Linked DNA regions of Zea mays: region 2 is linked to region 1. The links are chromatin contacts, called in public Hi-C maps. All regions are on one chromosome and are shown on one strand. Each heading gives the region's core, a stretch centred on a gene start, on an enhancer-like site or on the middle of the called end of the contact. The rest is flanking DNA. Distances are from core to core; before and after follow the strand shown.

Region 1 (5,843 bases), core at 1,272-3,771:
TGGACAAAAATGAAGATTGAAATCGCACGCTACGTGGCAAGATGTGACACCTATAGACATGTCAAGGCAGTACATATGAAGACCGCTGGACCATTACAATCTTTGCCAATCCCAACTTGGAAATGGGAAGATACTAGCATGGATTTCATTGTGGGATTACCTAGGACAGCTAAAGGATTTGATTCTATCTGGGTTATAGTTGACTGGCTTACAAAGATAGCACATTTTCTTCCTGTTAAAATAGACCACCCAGTTGCTGTCTGTGCCCAGTTATACATTGCTCGTATTCTCAGTTTGCACGGAGTTCCAAAGACGATAGTATCGAACCGTGGACCACAATATGTATCCAAGTTCTGGAGTGAACAGCACAATACTTAGGTACTAAATTGCTCCACAGTTCGGCTTATCATCCTCAAATAAGTGGACAAACTGAGAGAGTAAATCAGATACTTGAAGTATGCTACAGGCATGTGTCCTAGAGTTCCCACAGAAATGGGATGATTGTCTGTCATTGGCAGAATTTTCTTATAATAACAGCTATCAAGAAAGCATTAAGATGGCACCATTTGAAGCACTGTATGGACAACGATGTCGGACACCCTTAAATTGGTCTGAACCGGGAGAACGGTGGTTTTTCAGGCCCGACATGGTCAAAGAAACATAGACAAAAGTTCAACGGATAAGTCACCACTTGAAAGAAGCTCAAGCTCGGCAGAAAAGCTATGCGGATAAACGACGCCAACCTTTGGTCTTTCAAGTCAAGGATTATGTATACCTGAAGGTATCACTGATGAAGGGTGTTAATCGGTTCGGGGTAAAAAGAAAGTTGGCACCCCGATATATTGGTCTGTTTCCCATTCTTGAGCAATGCGGACCAGTGGCGTACATACTTCAACTACCTAAAACATTATCTGCAATACTGTAAGACCTAAAAATGGTAAAAAAGATAAATAAATAAATATATTTATGATAATGTTTCTAGAATTTTTGAAACCTTTGATAATATATTAGGACCCTTCCTATTTATAATCAATTAATAATATCAAATTAGTTAAGCAACCATTAAATAAACAATGAAGGAAATGCATCCCTTGCTTATCATATTTGTGTAAGGCATTTTATTTAAGACATAACTTGAATTTGACGTTAGAACTTTAAATGAAAACATAAAATAGAAATTGAGAAAGAAAAACAAAAATAAATCATAATAAAAATTAGACATTGGAAAAATGGTCCTATTAAAACAAAGGGAGAATTTTTGAATATACCTTTAATTTGACTACACACCCAAAATAATAATATATTGAAATAAATATGGTGTGTGTATTTCATGTTGAAAACATTGTCTAAATAAAATAATAAATACTGAAGTAACTAAATAAATAGGTTAAGTAGTGCACATGATGTTGAGATTCTATTTGTTCCTCTAGAAAATTTAAAGGTTGAAATTCAAATCTGAGTTTAATATGAAATTGAAATAGAAATCAAAAAAATGAAAATCCAAAGAAAAGAAAAAGGAAATGAGAACTAGGCAGGGTAGAATCTACAGTTTCGGCCCAATACCCATCTCATCCCGCGGGCCCATTCCCCCTCCCTTCCTTTTTCCTTTTTTCCACGTGTGAATGACAGGCGGGGCCCTGTGTCATCCACTCTTCCTCCTGCAGTTGACTCCTCTCCCTCGCGCGCCTGCTCTCCATTGCGCCACTGCCACGTGGCCCCGATGCGCTGGGTCGCTGACCGTAGGACCAACTCGTCGGATGCCTTTTCTTCCGCTGCGTCGCGCGCCCACGTAATACAGAGACCGCCGTCTGGGCTCCACCCGACGGATCTATCTACTCCCCCTCCCTATCTCTTCTCCGCTTTAGGCGCTAACAGACGGCAGAATTCTTGGCGCCCTTCGTAACAGCTCGCCCGGAGTTCTTCTGGATCTTACCTCATCGAATACACCCTGGGTCGCTCTCCTCACAACCATATAAGCCACGCCCGACCTCCTTAATGTCCATCGAGCACCAACATCGAGCTGCATCATGGAGGGAGTCAGCAGCGGGAGATCGAAGGGGAGCGGATCGAGAGGGAGAGAGAGAAGTTGTAGCCGCCGGCATCACCTGGCGTTGGGAACGACGTTCAGGGGCCGGATAGGGAGCTGTGGAGGGAGAGTAGATTGTGGGCGGGCCTGGGCGCGGGATACTCCTGATGCCTCAACGACGTTAAGCATGACCGTGCGTTTCCGTTCTCTGCGGCCGGCGTCAACAACACCTGGGTCACCGGTAAGAATGCCTATTCCTTTCGCCAAGCTCCTTGCATCGTGTGGCATTGGGTACAGTGGGTGATGGGGCATAGGTTCGCCTGGGGCATCGCGCCTTCATAGCGCCATCGAGGGCTAGCGATCACCATGGCGGACGGTCGGTCAGAGGTAGAAGAAAGGGTAGGAGACGTTGATCTGGAAATCCACGGTGGAGATTAGATGTGCTGCGTTTCAGCTATAGCGATTGTGGATCGTTGGATCTTCGACCAACGTGCGGGATTAAACGAGCGCATAACGATTCGAGTGAAAATCCGGGCCGTTCGATCTGGATCCGGTGGCCTCTATTCCGTACCAGTTCGTTTTAATTATGTTTAATCTGGACCCTCGGTGCACGATCCAGCGGCCGAAATCTATCCATACCCCTTCGCGTTGGCGCTTTACAAATGAGACCCTGCAATTTTATTTAGGTTATAAACCCACAGTTCACCATGACTGTAGTATGAGTCTTAGGAATTTTGTGCAGAACCCCGGAGCTTCTCAGTATTATAAGCGCAGTCCAGATAGTTAATAAAACCCAAGAAATTCAATTCAGAAATGATTTTCAATATAAAAATAATTGCATAAACTTCTTTAGTTCCTGGAAAATTCATTTTAGCTCCTTTTTAGTCCATTCTAGTTCCTATAATTTTGTATTAATATTGTCTATTACTTGTTAACACTGTTTTAACATGAAACCCATACTAGAATTCATTACTCAATTAATTTTGTAGCAAGCATACGAACTTTGGAAATTCATAACTTCTTTGTTTTAATTCCAATTTGACCCGTTCGAGTTGCATTAGCTTCATATAAATATTTACTACGAAGTAGCAATATTGATTATATGATAACCCATACTTTTATAATTAGGTAACTAATTTGACTAATCTATGTTTTTCTGGGTTAGCTCATTTTAATATTAATATAGTATTATGATCTTATGATTATAATTTGGCTAGATGATCTTTAATCAATTAATGACTTAGATTAAAGTTGAGATAATTATTTATAGAATAATCTCTCATATGATTTATACTAACTAATTTATAATATAGTTTAATATTTTAAATCACATAGATCTTTTATAAATCACAACTCCTTAATAGTAATTCCGATTTTAGTGATTCTTGATCCTACGATCTCGTTACAGCGTGTAGACTATTATTATGAAGTTTATTCTTATGTTTGGTGTGATGCTAATTTTTCCTTTACCATGTTTATCTGTATTGCTACATTTAGTAGTGAGGACACGTGTCATCTGAAGAGGAAGTTGGTACCTTCTCAAGTGTCAGGCAAGTTGTGCCCTTGATCACTTCTTTTTATCCAGTCATGTTCTGATTAATCATCATGATCTGTATAGGTTAATTTTGATGGGACCCAATAGGTTACCCTAGTTTGACTATCTTTGTACCTTGTTTACCACTGAATTTTTGGGTAGTACTTGCTATTGCTTTATGTTGTTTTGGGTATAAAGATACATTTTATTCATATTATATTTTATTATCAGTTGTTATTTACTGTTCATGTTAAGATCATTATGTTCATTGGAACATGGAGAACCACCCAGGAAAACAGTGCTACCACAAGGGTGGTATGGGACGCCCTTGGCTGATTAGTTAGGAAAGCTAGTGGATGACTACCTAACCCGAAAGGGGCAAGAGCAATAGGGGAGTGGTCAGTGTAGGGAGGTCCTTGGGTTGATTTTGCTGCGATGGCGGTCACGCGAGGGATCCTTGCATTGGAGCTTCCTAGAAACTGTAGTGGGTTTTCTGAAGCTAGTGGAACTTTGTAAAGGCCTCGTAGTGTTACCCTGCCTCGCCTCCTCGGTAGAGGTGTATGGGATTGGCCGTCTCTTGGTAGATTGGTAATATGACTTATGGGTAAAGTTGTGCAACCTCTGCAGAGTGTAAAACTGGTATACTAGCCGTTCTCACGGTCATGAGAAGCTCGGACACTCACATGATTAATTTATGGAACTAAATTCAATTTGTCATATGCCTTGCATCGCAGGTGTTGTTATTACTTTTGTTCTACTACTTAATTGGGTTAGTATTTACTTATACTTAGTAATTGCTAATAAAATTTTGACCAACTTTAAAAGCAATGCTCAGCTTCAACCATTCTCTTTGGTAAGCCTTACACTTCACATTAGCTCCCATCTTTGGTGAGTTCATACACATTATTCCCCACAACTTGTTGAGCTATGAACGTATGTGAGCTCACTCTTGCTGTCTCACACCCCCACAGGTCAAGAATAGGTACCGTAGGATGGGGCGCTTGGAGGATGCTGTGACGAGTTCGTGAGAGGTCTAGGCCATCGTCTCCCAGTCAACTTTGGGTTGCTGGACCGTTGTCTCCTTATAATATAATTATTTATTTATTTTGTACAGAACTCCTATTATATAGTAAATATGTGACATTCGATCATGTGCCATGATTCATCATATATGTGAGACTTGGTCCTAGCACACCTGGTGATTATGTTCGCGCCCGGGTCTTGGTGCCTCGAAACCCGGGTGTGACAAGTACATAATCTGTTCCATGTATCCCAATTGAAGAAGTGCGTTCGGATTCCTGATCGAACCATCGATGTGGTGGATGTTGCTTTGGAACCAGATTTGACTTATTCAGAACATCCCATTCGAGTTTTGGATCAGAAGGACATGATCACTCGAAAAAGAACCGTCAAATTCTATAAGGTACAATGGAACCAGCATACTGAAGATGAAGCTACCTGGGAGACTCAAGACTTCTTGGAGAAAATTTTTCCTAGGTTTTTAGCTTCATATAACTTGTAAGATGTGTATATCTGATTGTAAAGTTGGAACAAACCCCATACCACCCCCTGCTCTGTAAGATAAATAAGGAAATAAAGATGTGACGTGTTTCCTTTTCCACTACTTACCCTAGGACCTTAAATCTCGGGACGAGATTCTTTTATGGGGGGAAGGATGTAACACCCCTGGTGTTACTGGCACTAAAACTTGAGCATGACATCATATGCATTGGCATTTCATATTGTGATGTGGTGATTTGAAGTATTCTTAACCATAGGGTAGGGTACTCAACCCTGGGATTAGGGCATGTGGGTAATAGTAAGCCAAAATGGGTAATATCTCAAAAGTCATTGGAAATATTCATAAGAGACCAAGAGTTATGGATTTGAGTGGCACAAAAACCCTAGAGTGCTCAAAACCCTAAAAGAAACCCTAGAAAACCCTAATTTGTACCCTAGGGGTGAATTCAAATTCTATACACTTTTGGACCAAATTGTAAATATCAAAATGGTAGAACATCAAAAACCAAGCAACTTTTGCATTGGAGGATTTTCAAGTAGTGTGGATTAATTTGGACTTAATTGCAAAAAGTCCCAAGCACACTTATGTGGCTAACTCTGAATTTCAGTGAGATTAAGCTAACTTTGGAGCTTTTTATTTCTTAATTCATGAAGATTTTGCCCTAGGTCCATACATAAATCTTGTAGAGCTGTGATAGGAGTACAACTTTGATTAAGTGACTAAGCATTGGTGCTGTACAAAAATTGGAGAAAAATGAACTC
Region 2 (5,843 bases), core at 1,137-3,636, 170 kb before region 1:
TCAAACATAATAAAAAAATCAAATGAATTATAAATTAGGACATGCTCCATTCAAAATAATTTTTTACATATCATTTTGAAGAAGTCAAAATTTTCAATGCACTAATATTTATGATACTAATAAATATCATTAAATTAATAACAATATATATTTAAATATATAAGCATGATGTTGATAGTGTTTTTTATAAATTTAATTACACTTACAATATTTGACTAATGAAAAGACGAGATATACATGTCTCATGTCTGCATTTACTAGAACTTGTACAGGTTGGTTATCCATAGTCCATAGGTCAAGTGGTCAACAGTCAGAATATAGACTCGATTCCCAATGCGAAATGGACTAGGCTAAACTTATGGGCTCGAACAATTTCAGCTATGAAAAGAACGGGCTACACGATGGTCGGCTGAATACGGCCCAAACTAGGATTTAAGAAGGCATGGGCTACTTTGCACCTAAAAAAGTTACGTCAAAATATGAGTATATACCATGGAGCCGAGCCAAGGTATCTGATATGGAATGGAACATCGCTCACTGATTTGTAAAAATTAAACGAATTTCATTTATTTACGCCCGTACATAAAAACAGTCTGAGAAGCTAAAAAAAGAGTGCGCACGCGAAGAAGGTTACCGTGCAGAAGCTTGGTGAGGCTGCCGTTGCTCTGAAACTCGTACACCAGCAACTTCTCCTGCATGGCGCAATAGAACGCCAGCGGCGGTAGCACGGCCGGGTGCTTGGCGAGCCCGACCCGCTCCATCCGCCGCCGGAACTCGTCCTCGTCCACCGCCGCGTCCCTCACCCGCTTCACCGCTAGCGCCGCACCGCCGGGCACCACCACCTTGTACGAGCTCCCGAAGCGGCCGCGGCCCAGCAGCTCCGCGGGGGACTTGAGCAGGTCCTCGAACCGCAGGTTCTTGGCCGCCGCCGCCGCGGCGTTGGACGTGATCGAGGCTGTGCCCGATCGGCGCAGCACTACCAGCGAGGCCGACGGCGCGCCCGCCTCGGCGGCGACCGTGCTGTGCTCGCCCGACGTCGGCAGCGAATAGGCCGTCTTGCTCGGGGTCGCCGACGTCGTGGTCGTGGTCGTCGTCATCCTGCTGCTGTCGTACACGGCCCTGCCTCCGCTGGGCTTGGAATTCCGCCCCAGCTTGCTCCGCTTCTTCTTGAAGCAGAACCTGTACAGGACGAAGGCCAGTATGGCGGCGCCCAGGAGGACGTAGCCGAGATACATGACGATCTTAGGCACTGTTCTTTTCTTCTCCTTGTCCTTGTCACCCCCCTTCCCGTCGTCTTCGGCCTCGGAGCCCGAGCTGGGCGGCGTCGGCGACGGGCAAGGAGCGAATAAGGGCTCGCCGCATATGCCAGCGGCGTTAGGCCAGAACCTCCCTTTGCCGAACCTGACAGCGTCCTTGGGGATTGGTCCGGTGAGGTTGTTGTTGGACACGTCGAAGCTGAGGCCCACAATGCTGTCGAGGTCGAAGTCCGGGATGGTGCCGTCGAAATGGTTGTCGTTCGCCAAGAACCTCTCTAGGTTGAGCCTGCCGAGGCCCCCGGGGAGCTCGCCGGAGAAGTTGTTTCCGGAAACCTCGATGACGCGTAAGCTCCTGGACTGGGCGAGCGAAGACGGCAGGTTACCTGAGAGCCGGTTGCCGCTGACGACCAGGTGGGTGAGTCCCGAGCAGGCCGAGATGCCCGCGGGGAGGCCGCCGCGCAGGCTGTTGTTGTGAAAGTTCAGCACGCGGAGAGCCGGCGCGGCGCAGAGCAGCGCCGCGTCGATGGTGCCGTTCAGGCCCTGCTCGTCGAGGTCGATCCTCTTGATGTGCCCGTCGTTTACGCCTCGGTCGAAGCACTGGACGGTTCCGCTCCACAGTGAGGCTTTGGTGCCGGGAACACACGGGTTGATCGACGCGTTCCACCTCAGCCTGATCGCCGTCTGCCCGCCGTCGTCGCCGGCCAGCGCGGTCAAGAAGCTGACGAGCGACGCCGTGACGTTGGCCGATTCGTCAGCTCGCGCCCGACATGGGCAGCATGCAAGCAGCAGCAGCACTACGAGTGCTGCTGCAAGTGCAGTGACAGCCACAGCCTTCGCCATAATGGCTCAGGAGTCAGGACGGAGCAAGAACAAGTGCCAGCGCCGGATGAGGTGCTCAGGAGCAACGGCGCCCGCGCTCGGTGCCTGATTGTCTAAGGCTACGAGCTGGGCATGGCAAGCAAGGCTGAGACGCCAGGAGTTTGGAGCTCGATCGGGTTCCGCGTGCGAGGGGTGTGTCAAAAGCTCGGGCCGAAGCTGGCACGTTCGAAGCGGACGACGGGGCGGAGGCTACGAAGCAGGGGAAGGGCCGGGGGCCGCCTTGCATTGCGGTCGGTCGCAGGGGACATGCAGGTGCGGCCAAACGGCAGTGTTGGAGGGGCGCCAGATGCCGGGCTGGCGCCTCCGTCCGCGTACGCCGGCCGGCAGCCCTGGGCGACGGCACGAACAGGTCCGGCGATCCGGTTAACGGGCATGTCTCCGTCGGTGAAAATATAAATATGTGTCCCGAAGTCGACAGGAATAATTCGGGTTGACGTAGCTGAACTCGACATATGTCTGAAGCTGTTGTTACTTGTGATTATATATAATCTTGATTTTTGGGACGACTGGTTGTGCTACTCACTCGTAGTTGGCTGGCAGTGATGATGCGAGCATGATCTGGTCAGGGTTCGGTGTTTGCAATATTATCTTTGCATATAACTGACACTGACTAGACAATAGACACAGGTTCGGTAATTGTGCAACAGTGACAGCTCCGTATCGCATACGATACGAGCCGGCCGCCATGGTGCCGGCGCCTCAACGCACCAATGCGCCTCCGTAAGGGCTAGGCTGGTTGAGCACCATATATGGTACTTCAAGAAGCCTGGACGGTCCGCCACGTGGTCCACACGATCCGCGATTAGATTAGATCAGACGAGTATCTCCTTTCCCGTTCGTGTTTATCCAACTAAATACGCGGATTTTATTGGAAAATGACTAGAAACGGGTCCAAACCTCTCTCTATATGAAAGGGTACGATCGATTGCGCGTATCAACAATTGAACCAATAAACCTTCATCGCATTAGGAGTAGGAGTAATCTAGACCTAGTTTAGTCTTTCCCTGACCCCAAATCTTCATCTCTCTTCGATTCTACGTCGTTTAGGGACGTCCTGGGTGGTCTGTCGATCCTAGAGCACACCCTGGAACTCTCCTCCCTGACGGGTCCCTCTCAAGGGGCAAGCTCTAGGGATCTTTGACCCTCTGTGCACGCGCGGACCATCCGACCTATAGCATGGACAGTCCAACACACGAGCAAAGGAACCCGCTCCTGCCGCAGGATCGCGGACCGTCTGCGCCGCCGCAAAGAGCACCGCAGGTGGTATGCTCCTGATGTTTGGTCCCGAATCAGAGCCAACACACTTTTTGGCGACTCCGCTGGGGACATAGTTAGGTGTGATCTATCGAAAATCAGCCACATATGACCGGTTCAAAGGTTTGCACCGATGTTTCTCACAGTAACATCATGAAGCCGACTCTCGAGAGTCTGTCGGCTGAGGATTAGCAGCGATTCAAGGACTACGAAAGGCAACGACACGAAGATACGCTGCAACGAGAGTGAAAGAAACAAGTGACGTCTTTGGGGGTGAATTAGTACTTCTAAAACTTTCTCTAAACTAGGACACAAATAAAAACATATGCAATTAATCAAACTAGAATGTGCAAACTAGGTTTTGTCTAAGTGTTTGTTATCTCTACCGCAATGACTAAGTTTCAATCTACAACAATATAAGTATAAAGACAAGATTGAAACTTAAATGCTTAATATAAATGCGGAAGCTAAAGAGTGAGGTAGAGATGCAAACTTTCGTGGATGACGCCGATATTTTTAGTGAGGTATCCGGAACCACGTAAGGTCCCGAAAATCCTCGTTGGTGTCCCTACGCAAAGGAAGCCCACGCGAGGGCCAAACACCTCGGTTGAGTAACTCCGTAGAGAGTCGTGGGCCTTCTCCACGTGCAAGTGGTGCCACGCTTCCGGCTCCTATCGGACGCTCCCCGCCGTCTCCACTATCGAGCTTCCAGCTGAAACGCTGCGGGCCTCGTTCCCTTCGGCACACGTTGGTGACCGTGAGACAAACGCGGTTGTCACGGTCTCGCAAGACTCTCGTCCCACTCGGTACAATTACAACGGCTCGCGCAAGAGCTGAGGGGTTGTGTGGTTTTACAAAACTCGCTCAACTAACTAGGGTTCACCTAGAGCAAGCGCTAAAGCGGTCTAACTAATCTAAGCACTTCGCAAAGCACCTATGCTAATCACAGAGTGATTCTATTAAGCACTTGAGTGTATGAGCTCTTGGGAATGTCTACTATATGCCTTGGTATGTTGCTTGGGCTCTCACACCTTGGAATGGCCGACTGGGGGTGTATTTATAGCCCCCAACTGAAATATAGCCGTTGGAGAAAAGTTGTGCTCTCTGCGGCACACCGGACAATCCGGTGGTGCACTGGACAGTGCAATGTTCACTGTCCGGTGCGCCTAGCCGTTGGTCTGACACTGCAGCCGACCGTTGATGCGCATGCTTTTTACACCGGACACTCCGGATGTGACACCGGACAGTCCAGTGTTCTTTTCTCCACAGTGCCACCTGGAACTAGCCGTTAGGGCTACTGTTCCTGGTGCACCGGACAGTCCGGCGTGTGGCACCGGACAGTCTGGTGCTCCCGACCAAACAGTCCGCTAGCAATACTTCCTTTGTTTCTTGGACTTCACTTGATCTTCATAATGTCTTCTTTTGTGGTGTTGCTTTCCTTATTGTCTTGGTCCAAGTAACTTTAGCATCCTGTGAACTACAAACACAAACACTAGCAAACACATTAGTCCACATGTTATGTTGATCATCAAACACCAAAACTTATTTAGCCAAATGGCCCGGGGTCCATTTTCCTTACAATCTCCCCCTTTTGGTGATTGATGAAAACACAACCAAAGCAAGCAAATATAACAAACATTTGAATGGAAATATGCAATCTACTTGCTAGGATGCATGTTTGTCCCCATAGTGTGATACTATGGACTTAAGCCTCCCCCTAACTCCATAATTCACTTACTTCCTATTTTATACCAAAGAGCCAAGACCACTTGAAGGATAAATTTTTTTTAATTTGGTGGTGTTTGGTGTTTGATACAATTTCCATTGCTTTGGTCCCTAAACTTCTCCCCCTTTGGCATCAACCACTGAAAAGGAAGACATTAAAAGCATGTATGAAGCAAAAAGGATTTGCCCTCATAAAAGATTTGTAAATTAAAACCAATTGAAGAACTTGACATTATAACTCCCCCTAAATGAGTGTTCTCCTTTAGAAAGAATTTTCTCCCCCCATTAGAGACGAAGACATACTCCACCTGACAGAGATCTTCTACTTAGGAAAAAGCATGTGAAAATAGAGGTGCAAGACATGATTTGATTAGACTAACTTCCCTTATGCATAGGTAACAGAATATGATTTAACTACTTATGCATGTATAGCAACATGGGAAGTATAAGATATGAAATATAGTCTAACCAAATATTGGAGAAGACATGTACATGATGCCAAATGTAGTCTCAAAGTTACCAATTGAAAATCAATGGCAGACCATTTGAAGACAAATGGTAGGCTTGTGAGGCATAAGAGTTCTTGCAGATTTGCAGTGGAAGCTTGTTGTCTTTCTCCGGGGACTTCATTTTTCTTACAATGAGACTACTACATGAAATATACTCGAAAAAGTATTAGTCTCAAAGTCTTAGATTATAGAGTAACCTCCCCCTGAAAGTGTGCATACA

The links. A called contact is a pair of places that touch in the nucleus more often than the background predicts.
Region 2: a Hi-C map of leaf shows a contact between it and region 1, with 4 times the contacts expected there. The contact joins the promoter of LOC103632681 here to the enhancer-like site in region 1. A contact is called at or near these places in 2 of 25 Hi-C or Micro-C datasets (endosperm and leaf).

Annotation. Positions count from the first base shown.
Region 1 is chr7:107,757,854-107,763,696 of Zm-B73-REFERENCE-NAM-5.0, reverse strand. No RefSeq gene overlaps it. Among protein-coding and RNA genes, the nearest start is that of LOC103632680, 100 kb to the right of the region's middle. Within about 2 kb of position 2,521, at least 17 of the 20 cell types and tissues checked have an H3K27ac peak or open chromatin away from gene starts, as enhancers often do. A contact at or near this core is called in leaf, where this site is marked.
Region 2 is chr7:107,930,269-107,936,111 of Zm-B73-REFERENCE-NAM-5.0, reverse strand. It overlaps LOC103632681 (probable inactive receptor kinase At2g26730), which reads right to left and starts at 2,386. Exons shown (of 2, transcript XM_008654427.2): 1 at 635-2,386. The coding sequence starts at 2,096.